2 separate regions of the Astyanax mexicanus genome follow, and region 1 is linked to region 2. A link is a contact called in public Hi-C data. All regions are on one chromosome and are shown on one strand. Each heading gives the region's core, a stretch centred on a gene start, on an enhancer-like site or on the middle of the called end of the contact. The rest is flanking DNA. Distances are from core to core; before and after follow the strand shown.

Region 1 (5,764 bases), core at 2,242-4,741, 69 kb after region 2:
GTAGATGAACAAGGGAAAGTCAGCCTATATTTCCATAATGTTTCAAGCTCCAGCAGGGTCTGTCTCTATGGTGAGCAGCACGGAGGCGGCCAAACTAGCAGCAGTGGAGGCGGCGGACATCAGATATGCAGCCCACTGAGCAGCTCCTGAGGGACACACAGAGCTTTAGTGCACTCTGATAGAACATGTAAAACACTCTGAACCACAAATATGTAGTGACAATTATTATTTGAACGTCAGTTATTGTGATAATATGCATTTTTTCACTATTTTATGTTTTGTTTGTTTTAACAATTGAGAAACTGCTGTTATGACTGGTGATAATAAAAACATTGTTTATCATTTCAGATTAATTATTTCTCATTTGTATAAAAATAATATATTGGAAGTGTATTATTTTTGATCAACCAACTTCCACTGAATTTGTGTTAGTTTTCATGTGTGCAGTCATGTGAAATGTAATTGTGAAATGTAGTGAATGTATTTATCTTAAATCTTCTTTGTGAAGGCATCAGGGTTTTTTGGATCTAGTCATGGTGATAGCACTACCTTCAAAAATCAGGATCATACCAAACTAAGGGCCTGTTTACACCCAGCATTAAAATGCGTTTTTGTATCCGGATAGCATATGAATATACTTTGACTAGATTTTGTTTACATTTTGTTGCCAACTAAAATGCATCCCCAGCATGAACAGATGAGATACGACTTTATTTGTGAAATCTGTACTTGACCCGATCACCAAAAACAGGTCTTCGGAGGACCAATTAGGCTTTATTAGTGTTAATGCAGAGTTCTAGTATATGTGGTCACTGTGCATATAATGAGAAGACAATATATATAATACACTGGCTGGCCAAAAAAAAATTCACCACCAAAATAATATATATATATATATAAAACCAAAGAATTACACTCTAATTTTCGTCTGACCACCTTTAACTTTAATTAATTTAATGTAATTTAAAATAATTAATTTTTCCCCAAGATCTTGCATTGATGATGGTAGAAGGTTGAGGTTAATAATGGCTCAATGAGGTTAGGGGCTGGACTCTGTGGTGAACAATCCATGTGTGAAAATGATGATCTTATGCTCCCTGAATCACTCTTTCACAACTCCAGCCCCATGAATCCTGGCTTTGTCATCTTGGAATATGACTGTGCCATCAGGGAAGAAAAAATCCATTGATGGAATAACCTGGTCTGTGCTCAGTATATTCAGGAAGCCTGCTGACCTCATTCTTTCATCACATAAAACAGCAAAAAGAGACATAAATTAAAGAACAACAATAAAGAGAAAGCAAAACAGCTATGAAAAAGAATTATATATATATATATATATATATATATATATATATATATATATAAATACAGAGAGAAAGTTTAGTATCTGCCTTATCTCGGTGTGTGTGCATATAGGATAGCATACAGGAGTAAATATTTTGCTGTTTGATAAAAAAAAAAATTGTAACCATAATCCAGCTATACAAGTTATTATTTCTGGTGTATCACGTGATCATAAATGAGCCAATCTTTTATTAGACAATAGGCAAAATCATACTAACCAATGGTACTATATATGAATACTGACATGTAAAATATGTGCAGTAATATTTGTGTTTGCCAAAGTGGCACCACACCAGCTAACTGGCCTTTAAAATCAACAACACGCAATTTAGCTTCAGGTAGCACCAGGGGAGTCACACTGTAGTCAGTGTTGATGGGGCAACAGTGGAAAGTGTGAACCAGCTCACACTCGCATGGCTGCAACTCTGGAAAAACCAGTACAGGACCCAAAACAGCATTCTAAAATAGTTAAGGAGTGTATGGATAAACAACTGAGAAATGTGTAATTTGACAGTATCAAATAAATAGAACACAATGAAATAGAAGTGAGATGATAATAAAGTACAGATGGACAGTACGGAAATATTTTATTATCAAAGATTGTAATGAGTCCTGATTAACTGGATTATGCGCAGAAATAAATGAACATTTTACCATTTTTAAGAGTCTGCCACTGGTGACGCATTTTGTCTTTGAACATCATGACATAATATTTTACCATATATACAGTCCCAGTCCCAGTTTGGACACTTTCAATTTAGTGTTTTTTCACTATTTGAAATTATTATATATGCATTGTATAGATTACAACTAAACTCATGCAGTCTATACTATAAGTAGAGTAACTTGGTATACAGTGAACAGTCCTGTTTGAGTAATGTTCTAATGATATTATGGCAAGAACTACTCAACTAAGGAAAGATAAAAAAATACTTTTAATTTCAAGAACTTTGAAAGTATCCTTAAGTGCAATTGCAAAGACCATTAAAAACTTAATGTTGAAACTGGCTGTCAGAAAACGCAAGTTAACAGCACCCCAGATAAGAGCCACTTATTTTGACAAAGTATTTTGATTTGTTTAAGACTTTTAAGTTTACTACATAATTCATTATGTGTTCCTTCAAGTGGATGACTGGCTATAAAGACAGTATAATTAACAATAATCTACACAGATTTCTCTCCTGAAAACGGTTTATTTGGGTGAGTAAAGCGCTTTCGTTTATTTACAGTAAGCTTAGATTTCCAGATTTCCACTGTAGCTGGTAGTAGCAGCATTAGCGGCTAGCGCTAGCCATAATTAGTGCTAGTAAATGCTGTCCCACTTAGCTTATTTTTCAAGAACTTTTAAGTATGTGAAGGTGTGTCCAAACTTTTGCACATTGCAGTGAGTGAAAAGGATCATGACAGGCAGTGTCTGATTAAAAATCCATGTGTATAGTTAAGCTACCCTGGCAGAAATCACATGGACATATGGGACATAGTATTTTTAAATGTAAAAAAGCGTACTGGATTATAAAACAGACTATCAATGATTTTCATACATAAGGCTCACTGGATTATAAGGCATATTATGTGACACTAGACAGGGGTGTTGCCATGTTTTCCTTTTAATTCAGAGTCTCGCTGCTAAGTGGTGGTGGGGGGTAACTGAGGTTAGTAAACAAAACAGTAATTCTTGAAAAAAAAAAAAAACTTTAAGCACCAGATGTTAATCTACACAGATTTCTCTCCTGAAAACTGTTTATTTGGGTGAATAAAGTGCTTCAGTTTATTTACGTTAAGCTTAGATTTCCAGATTTACACTAAGGGTGCAGCAGCATTAGCATTAGCGGCTAAGTGCTAGCCACAAATAGCGCTAGTAAATGGCGTTCGACAGTGCTACGCTGAGAAACCCTGAGTGTTCAAGTAAGCAGGGTAATATTAGCTAAACCACACTGGCAATTTTTGGGAAAATGTAAGGATTTTAAGTGCAATTTTTTGCGAAAAATACTTATCCATGAAACGCCAGCTAAGGCCAACTGTATGTATTATTTAGTTGTTTACAGCTCAAAGCCAGCTGATAGTATCTCTTTATGCTTACCTTCACACCTGTAGCCTGTAGAGGAGAGGCCACGCCCCCCCTGAGACAGCAGGCATATTTAAAGCTCTCCTGTTACATGATCTCTCACACCCCAAGGCAACTGCTCCACAGACCTATAGAGATGACAACAGTGGATATGATGAGCAACAGCAAGATCGACAGACAGACAATGAACAGACAATCACCATCTGGGAGCATCCAACCAATCTTACATGGTATGTGTAAAACAAGCAAGACTTGAATTCACTTATTCACTGTTATCGCTAGTGAAATTCTATATTTACTCATGAATGAAAAATGCCACAGCACTTCCTGCTCAGGTTTAAAGTGGTGTATAGTTGTACAGTTATGTGTTATGAACATTTAAAGCAGCAGCATTAAAGTTTTGCTGATAAATTGAAAAAATAGTGTTCCTCAGTAAGAAGAGGACAAAATATTACAATAAAATGGCATTAATGTGCTTCTTTTCCACCATTCCTGCAAAGCCACATATACAGCTCTGGAAAAAATAAGAGACAACTTTAAATTGGTGAGTTTCTTTGATTTTTACCAAATTAAAAACCTCTGGAATATAATCAAGAGAATGATGGAAGATCACAAGCCTTCAAACCAAGCTGAACTGCTTGAATGGTTGCACCAGGAGTGGCATAAAGTTATCCAAAAGCAGTGTGTAAGACTGGTGGAGATCATGCCATGATGCATTACAAACTGTGTTTAAAAACCAGGGTTATTCCACCAAAAATGTATTTTTGAACTCATGAAACTTGTTATTTTAGACATTTCTAATTTTCTGCAAAAAAATGCTCTAAATGACAATATTGTGGCGGCTCTGGGTTGTGTGTGTGGCTGCCTGCAGGTATGTTTCTGTTCTCCTGTGTGCGAGGATGACAGGGGTGGGGCATCTCCCTTGGGAGGGGTTATGCAGAGAGGGTGGGCACCACTCTGGATCTGCCATCTGGGAGACACACAGCTGGGTTGGTGGCCTTTGGGCTATTTTAGCTCTGTGGGGATGGTTTCAGCTCTCTTAGTCTTGTTAAAGACTATAAGTGAGTGGCAAGCCTGTTCAATAAAGGAGCTGTTGAGCATTCAGCATGTGTCTCACGGGTTTTCCTTCCTCTTCCACTCCACAATATTTATATTTGGAATTTAGGAGAAACGTTAATCGTAGTTTATAGCAATAAACAACAATGTTTATTTTACTTAATATATGCCTATATATAGTGTGTATTGTAGGTCCCTGGACCTTTTTTGGCTATAACAGCTTTTGCTGGTTACCTGAGCAAACATGGTGCTGATAATGGTCCTAATACAAGAGCTACTGTGAATATAGAGATATCAGAAATGCAAATGCATGCAGTCTTTAACTGTTCATTCATACATCATTAAACCAAAGAAATGCTGAATTACAGCTGAAGAAACCTGGCTAACACAACAGTATTCTTACTAAATTGACAGATTCATTCACTCTGAAGTACCTCAACTCATGTTTTAAATGTACGTTTTAGCAGGCAAAAAACATGAACTGTAAATGAATTTGAGATGTGCCAGAGGGGGGTGTCATATCAGAAGAAATATGATCATTTAGATTCAAATCAGACACACAAAATATTATGTACAGGGGACAGGTGTGCTACTTTTTTCATCATCTTTTATAGTAGATAAGGAGATAAGACATTTTTTACATATTTCTATAAAAATACCTCCTGAAGCTTTGTTATCTGGTCTCATTTAAATAGCTAAAATTAAAAAGCTACTTAAAACTTAATATGACTTTTTTAGTGCATCTGCTCACACTGAGCAATGAAATAACATTATTTTACATCTTTTTTAACCTTATTCTTATACATTAGCTTTAATATGGCCCTTTATTTTGGAAAACCAAGCCAATATCCATGACAGATACACGCAAAAAAATTATCAGAGTAATAGTATTAAAACTGGAAAATACAGTATGTAGTGAAGTAAAATGGAAGTAGGAGAAAAAATAATACTCCAGTAAAGTATAAATATGGCATTTCAGTACTTGAGTACAGTAGTGAAGCAGTTCTACTTTGTTACTATTCATCTCTGGTTAAAAGAACATTTAGCAACGTATTGATAAGGTTCCAGGAACGTTCTGAAAGTGTGTGATATAATAATGGTTTGCATCACAATATTATTAGAACTTTTCTCACATAATATTAATAGCTAGGTGAATACTAGCATTATGGAAATGTTAAAAGTAACTAAAAATTACAAGTGATGTTGCAGAGAAGTTTAAAAATATTTAATATTAAAAAAATGTAAAAAAAAAAAAAAAAGAACATCCAGAAAACTTGATAAATTTAAAATTCTAAG
Region 2 (5,241 bases), core at 635-3,134:
GCTCAAGCATCAGTGATTAGAAAATGGAACAGAAAAATGATAGAATATAGATAGATAGACAGAAGGCAGTGAGTGGGGCTATTCTGTCAGATCTTCAGTAAGGCATCTCTTTTTTTTCTGATTTCATTCAATTTAAAGGCAACACAGAACTCAGAACATCACAAACATTTCGACATGTACATCACAGTGCCTGCATTATTCCAGAAAGAGAGAAAAGAACACAAATACAAGACATTTGTGATAATCTTCGACGTGATTCAATCACATCTCTGCTCCTTCACTCTAATAAATAAAGAAAAGTAAATAAAACTCCCTACACTTTCTTAAAGGCAGAGGACTGTAGCTTTTCTGAAAAAACAGAGGGAGCCCCGCACTGTACATGTAGTTTCTAAACTACAAAATAAGCCACAATTGCAAGACTCTTGAATTGAGGACCTCTGTGAGAAATATTAAAGGACATGTCCATTAGTTAGTCAAAACTTCTATGCTTTTTCTTACCGTGAGAGTCTTTTGTCATATGTGAGCTCTGAAAAATCATAAAGTCACTAAAAATGTGGCCTCTTAAGATAACAATCCTTAATGATGTAAGATAACAATCCTTAATAATCCTTAAGGACAACTGAGAGGCCTAAACTGTACAGATTTCATCTAAGAAGTGAGCTTTCAGGGTAAGAACACTAAGAAATTTTGAAAAACTAAAAAAAAGAAAAAAAGAAAAGAAAATTGGGTGGACTTCTCCTTTAAGGAACCCAAAACACTGCTGAAACGTGCATGCATTATACACAGCTTAACCTAATCTCAGCTAAAGCCAACCATACACATTAACAATACCAATACATATAACAAAATCTCGAAACAAAAAAGAAATCTCAAATATTATATCAACTTTATGCTTTCTCACATATATATATTTACCATGTATTTACAAAGCCAAAAGTGTGGAACCGTGTACACAGTCTGAATGAGAAGCACCCTTAAAAGTAAGGATGAGCCCAGAAATGTCAAGTGTCAGATCCAGTTTCTTTCAGTTCTAAAAAACACGTTAAATCTGCTGCCCTGATTGCTGAATTCTTTGTGTAAACGCTCTGTACAATGACAATGATCGCAATATACTCTGTTAAAAATGTAGTACATCTGCTCTGATTCTGAAAACGGCGAGGAGAGAACAGAAAGAGTTGGTTTTATTTTATTTAAAGTAACATAGTCCGGGTAGGCCGATAGTTTTCCCTAAACTTCTTCCAGGTCCTGCCGTGGATGGAGGACCATGTCCAGATACGACTATATACACACTCATCCTCAGTTCCAGATCCAGTTCTCATTCCCAGTAAGGCCAACTGTGAAACCAGGGCATATAATAAAGAGCTGCATACAGACATAAGAAGGCCCGATGGAAAGCCACGGGCAGACGACGTTTAAGCTCTATTAGCGTATAATAAGTAGAGAAAAGAGGAGATGTTATCACACAATGGTCAACTTAAAGGGCTGTTGAGGATAAAAGACCTGGGTCTGATTATAAAGCTAGGAAACTCAATCAAAGCTTTTGAGTTCAATAGAAGGTTTAGAATCTGATTGTACTAATAATCATAATGATAATTGATGCACGTGATGCATATTTGCATATGTATAAGCATGTATGTGCATGGGTGTGTGTCTATATACATGTGTATGTATGTGTTGTGGCTGATATTTGGGCCATGGCGCTAGACCATGCCCTGATTTTTGCCCTGATTTGACCACTGGTTCTCCATAGCGAGAAGAAGGCAGCAATGTAAAGCACGCGTGATTTGGCTAAGGAGTAGTACAGGCACCTGGTTTGGCACTTGGTTCGAAGGTGCGTTACAGCAAAAGAGCTGCAGGCTAACGTCCTTGGCAGTGTGCGGTCATATCACAGCCATAGCTGAGCAGAGGGACAACAGGGGAACGTTCTTGATGAGAAGCAGGAGAAGAGAACATTGCTTGAATGGGCGAGGGTGGCCTCTTTGGGCTGTTGCTCTTCAGTGCGAGAGGCTGAAAAGCTCTACCTGTGAAAAAAGAGAAGGACCTTAATGAATCGCAAAGTTAGCAGGTTTTGGAAAATAATGAGACAAGCATGAGTAAAGTACCAGACAGTTTTAAAAACTGGATCAAACTGTTTTTGTAATGGCTGAGCTTTAATTATGCTTCCTTCATTAGCCACTTCTTCAAATCTGGATCTTAAATCCAGTTTATGGTCCTATATTTGTTCTTACTGAAAGTTGAAGAAACAGTAAATGTAACCGAATGGCCACTCAGTGTTACACCTACCAAGGATTACAGGACTGAAAGTCAAGGACTGAAAACTAGATTAAGGGATCAGATTTGAAGACACATGTTTTATTATGTGTAACATGTGTATTAATGATTTTACTGTATACATTTTTTCTTTCCGTTTTTAGACAGGAAAAACTTAGCAAAACTGTATAAAACAATCAACGTAAATGTTAATAATATCTAGATATGGTTCTTCTTTTTAAAAAACATAGCACATTACTAAGTTAGTGGCAAGAACATTATAAAACAGTAAAATGATGTTTTCAAATTCTGTTTTGTTTATATGTATATCTGTTATGATGTGTCTGGATTTATATATTGGCTAGGCTATGGTCTAAATTGCTAGTCTGATCTCTTATCATGGCTAAAAAGGACAAAAAAGTGGACAAAAAGTGGATAAAAACCTAGTAAACTTATAATTATCTTTTATTACACATGTTACAAGCCCTATTTGCATTGGGAGGCAGGATAATGCATGCTTCTGGTACCTTTTACATTTTTAGCCGTACAAAATGCCTCGTTATTTAAATTCTATACAAATTCACATAGATGTGATTACTCCATCATATACTGTGAGAAAAACATGGAAATCAATAAAATGTGCTGGACATGGTGCCTCCAGGACCAAGGTTGATGGAAGTGCGTAAATCAAGTAGCCCCCCCCTATCTCTGTCATTCATGGTGAGATTTTTTTTATCCTGTGAGAATCCCACCACTTCAAGTAAAATGAATCCCATCCGAAGAGAGCTATATGAGTGCCAATCTAAAGAAGGTGTGTAAATTTGTGTATATTTTAAATTTGCCCAAATCACAGCAGTTTTAACTTACCCTGACACCCAGCTGTGAGTGGTGGTCTTGACACCGTGTGGGGGGAACCCCTGCTGGCTCATCATGGGGTCAAAGTTGAAGTCCAGTGAGTCTCCGTCCATGAGAGTATCATGCAGAATGGACTCCATGTCACACTCGAAACGTTCCACAGGCATGCCATCCAGATCGCTGGGCAGCTTCTCCAGGTGATGCTGGTGCTGCTCAGGGGGCAGGCCTGGGCCGCGGCTGTATCCGTTGCCGTTGAGGCTGCAGAAGGAAAGTCCTCCTCCTCCTCCTCCGCCCATGTGACTGGAGGTTCCATACTGCATCTGCATGGCTGATTTTACCGAGCCGAGGCGTGCGCTCACAGCCTGGTGGCTCATGCTGGTCAGAGGGTGCAGCGTGCGTCCGTTCATGGCTGCCGAGGTGGGCGGAGCCTGAGTGTGCATGGTGTGGGGGTGAGAAAGGGTGTGGCTGTGAGAGGCTCCGCCTCCCATGAGTTCACCTCGGCTGCTGGTGTAGGGAGGCAGCATGCGTGCTGCAGAGTTGGCAGACTGGGACACCACCACCGTATCGACAGAGGGCATCAGGTCTGCACCATGTGGCTCAGCATCTGAGGTGAGAAGCTCCTTCAGGAGCCCTGCTGGGCAGTTGTACTGGGTCATGCTTCCAGGGCCTCCTCCAAAACTAGGTTTAGTCTCTGGCAGAGGCTGCATGGACATGGGTGACAGACTGCCCATGCTGGCCTGACCGTACAGGCACTTGCGGTAGTCTTGCTGCGGTTGCTGGTTGACGGTGGCCAGGCCGGGGGAGCTGTACGGGGGGTATCCAGGGCTGCTCTGCAGGAGGGATGAGGGCGAGGACTGGTTAGAGCCTGTTCCTGGACCTCCTGCAGACCCCACGCCCGGATTCTTGGGTGAGAGCAAGTTGAGATTGTCCAAGAGATTCTCCATCACGTTCTCCGAGCTGCTGTGGCCCAAGGAGCCAGCCATCTCCGAAAGGCTCGGGAGGGTGGAGGTCATCTTGGTGCCGGATCCAGGTCCCGGGTAGACCATGTGCATGTCTGAGTCGCCCAGGTCGTCCTGCTCTGGCATGAAAGGCGAGAGGCGGCCGCTGATCGTGCTGGCGTTGGAGCTGGTGCGAGGGCGGAAAGCCGTCCAGGCGTCAAAGTCATCGTTGCTGTGGGAGTTGGGGCTGCCAGGCCACTTGCTGTACTGGGAGCCTGGGCTGTCTGCACCACCTTCAGGACCACCTTGAAGTGCCAGCTGCAGTGTACAGAAGAGGAGTTAGCTACATACAGAACACCTGCCATTATCAAGTGTATCTACTGCTAAGCAACACTTGAAATACTTTTTTTTTTGTTATTCTTTTAAATTCGTTTACTTTTAAAGGAGTATTTCATAATGATTGGACTAACATTAATGTTTCAACCTTAGGCTTTTTTATTTTGCTATTAATCTTGTTATTGTTCCAGAAACTATGGTAATTTATGTGGCAACAGCTAAGCCCACATGGTTTAATTTTAGGGTCTATAAAACTGCACATTCATTATAAAAGGTGGAGATCTGAGATGTTTCACCGAAGAGCTTTATGAGTTGACAAATGTTAGCTTATGAATGTGTTTTTTTACTTCAGATATATTACAAAGATATATTGAGCTTTTTACGAATGCTTATAAATCCTTATGAATCTGTGCTTTGTTGCTGTAAACATTTAAAGTTGACAACATCTAAAGGCTTTCTCAGTTCCAGAATTACTAAATATGTCTCCAATGTGTTGACCTCACAGGATTACTGTATGAATAATAGCTGGCCAGGATGCAAGGAGGCGGATGAGGACAGACTTTGGCAGTGTACCTTTTTCTTGGCTGCACGCCCTCTGCTCTTGGCGAACTTGCCGGTGTTGTCCATGGAGGCAGCTCGACGGCGGGGCGACTTTCCACTCTTGCCGCCCTCAGGGTTGAGCATCCACCATGAGCTTTTCCCTGTCCCCTCGTTCTGCACCCGCACAAAGCGGCTGTGCAGAGAGAGGTTGTGCCGGATTGAGTTCTGAGAGAGACAGAGAGAGACAGAGGGAGGGAGAGTGTTATGACCAGCGTTTGCCCTTTTTCCAGTAAATTGTGCTCTGACGGTAATTCACCACAGT

What was found. A called contact is a pair of places that touch in the nucleus more often than the background predicts.
Region 1: a contact with region 2 is called in a Hi-C map of blood, with 2.6 times the contacts expected there. The contact joins the promoter of stoml3a here to the enhancer-like site in region 2. A contact is called at or near these places in 2 of 3 Hi-C or Micro-C datasets (blood and muscle).

The regions. Positions count from the first base shown.
Region 1 is chr18:22,643,808-22,649,571 of AstMex3_surface, forward strand. stoml3a (stomatin (EPB72)-like 3a) reads left to right here and starts at 3,492. Exons shown (of 7, transcript XM_007236707.4): 1 at 3,492-3,642. The coding sequence starts at 3,504.
Region 2 is chr18:22,576,432-22,581,672 of AstMex3_surface, forward strand. It overlaps foxo1a (forkhead box O1 a), which reads right to left. Exons shown (of 5, transcript XM_007236710.4): 3 at 4,953-5,144; 4 at 3,118-4,361; 5 at 1-2,021. The coding sequence ends at 2,018. Among protein-coding and RNA genes, the nearest start is that of foxo1a, 51 kb to the right of the region's middle. Within about 2 kb of position 1,885, the one cell type or tissue checked has an H3K27ac peak away from gene starts, as active enhancers do.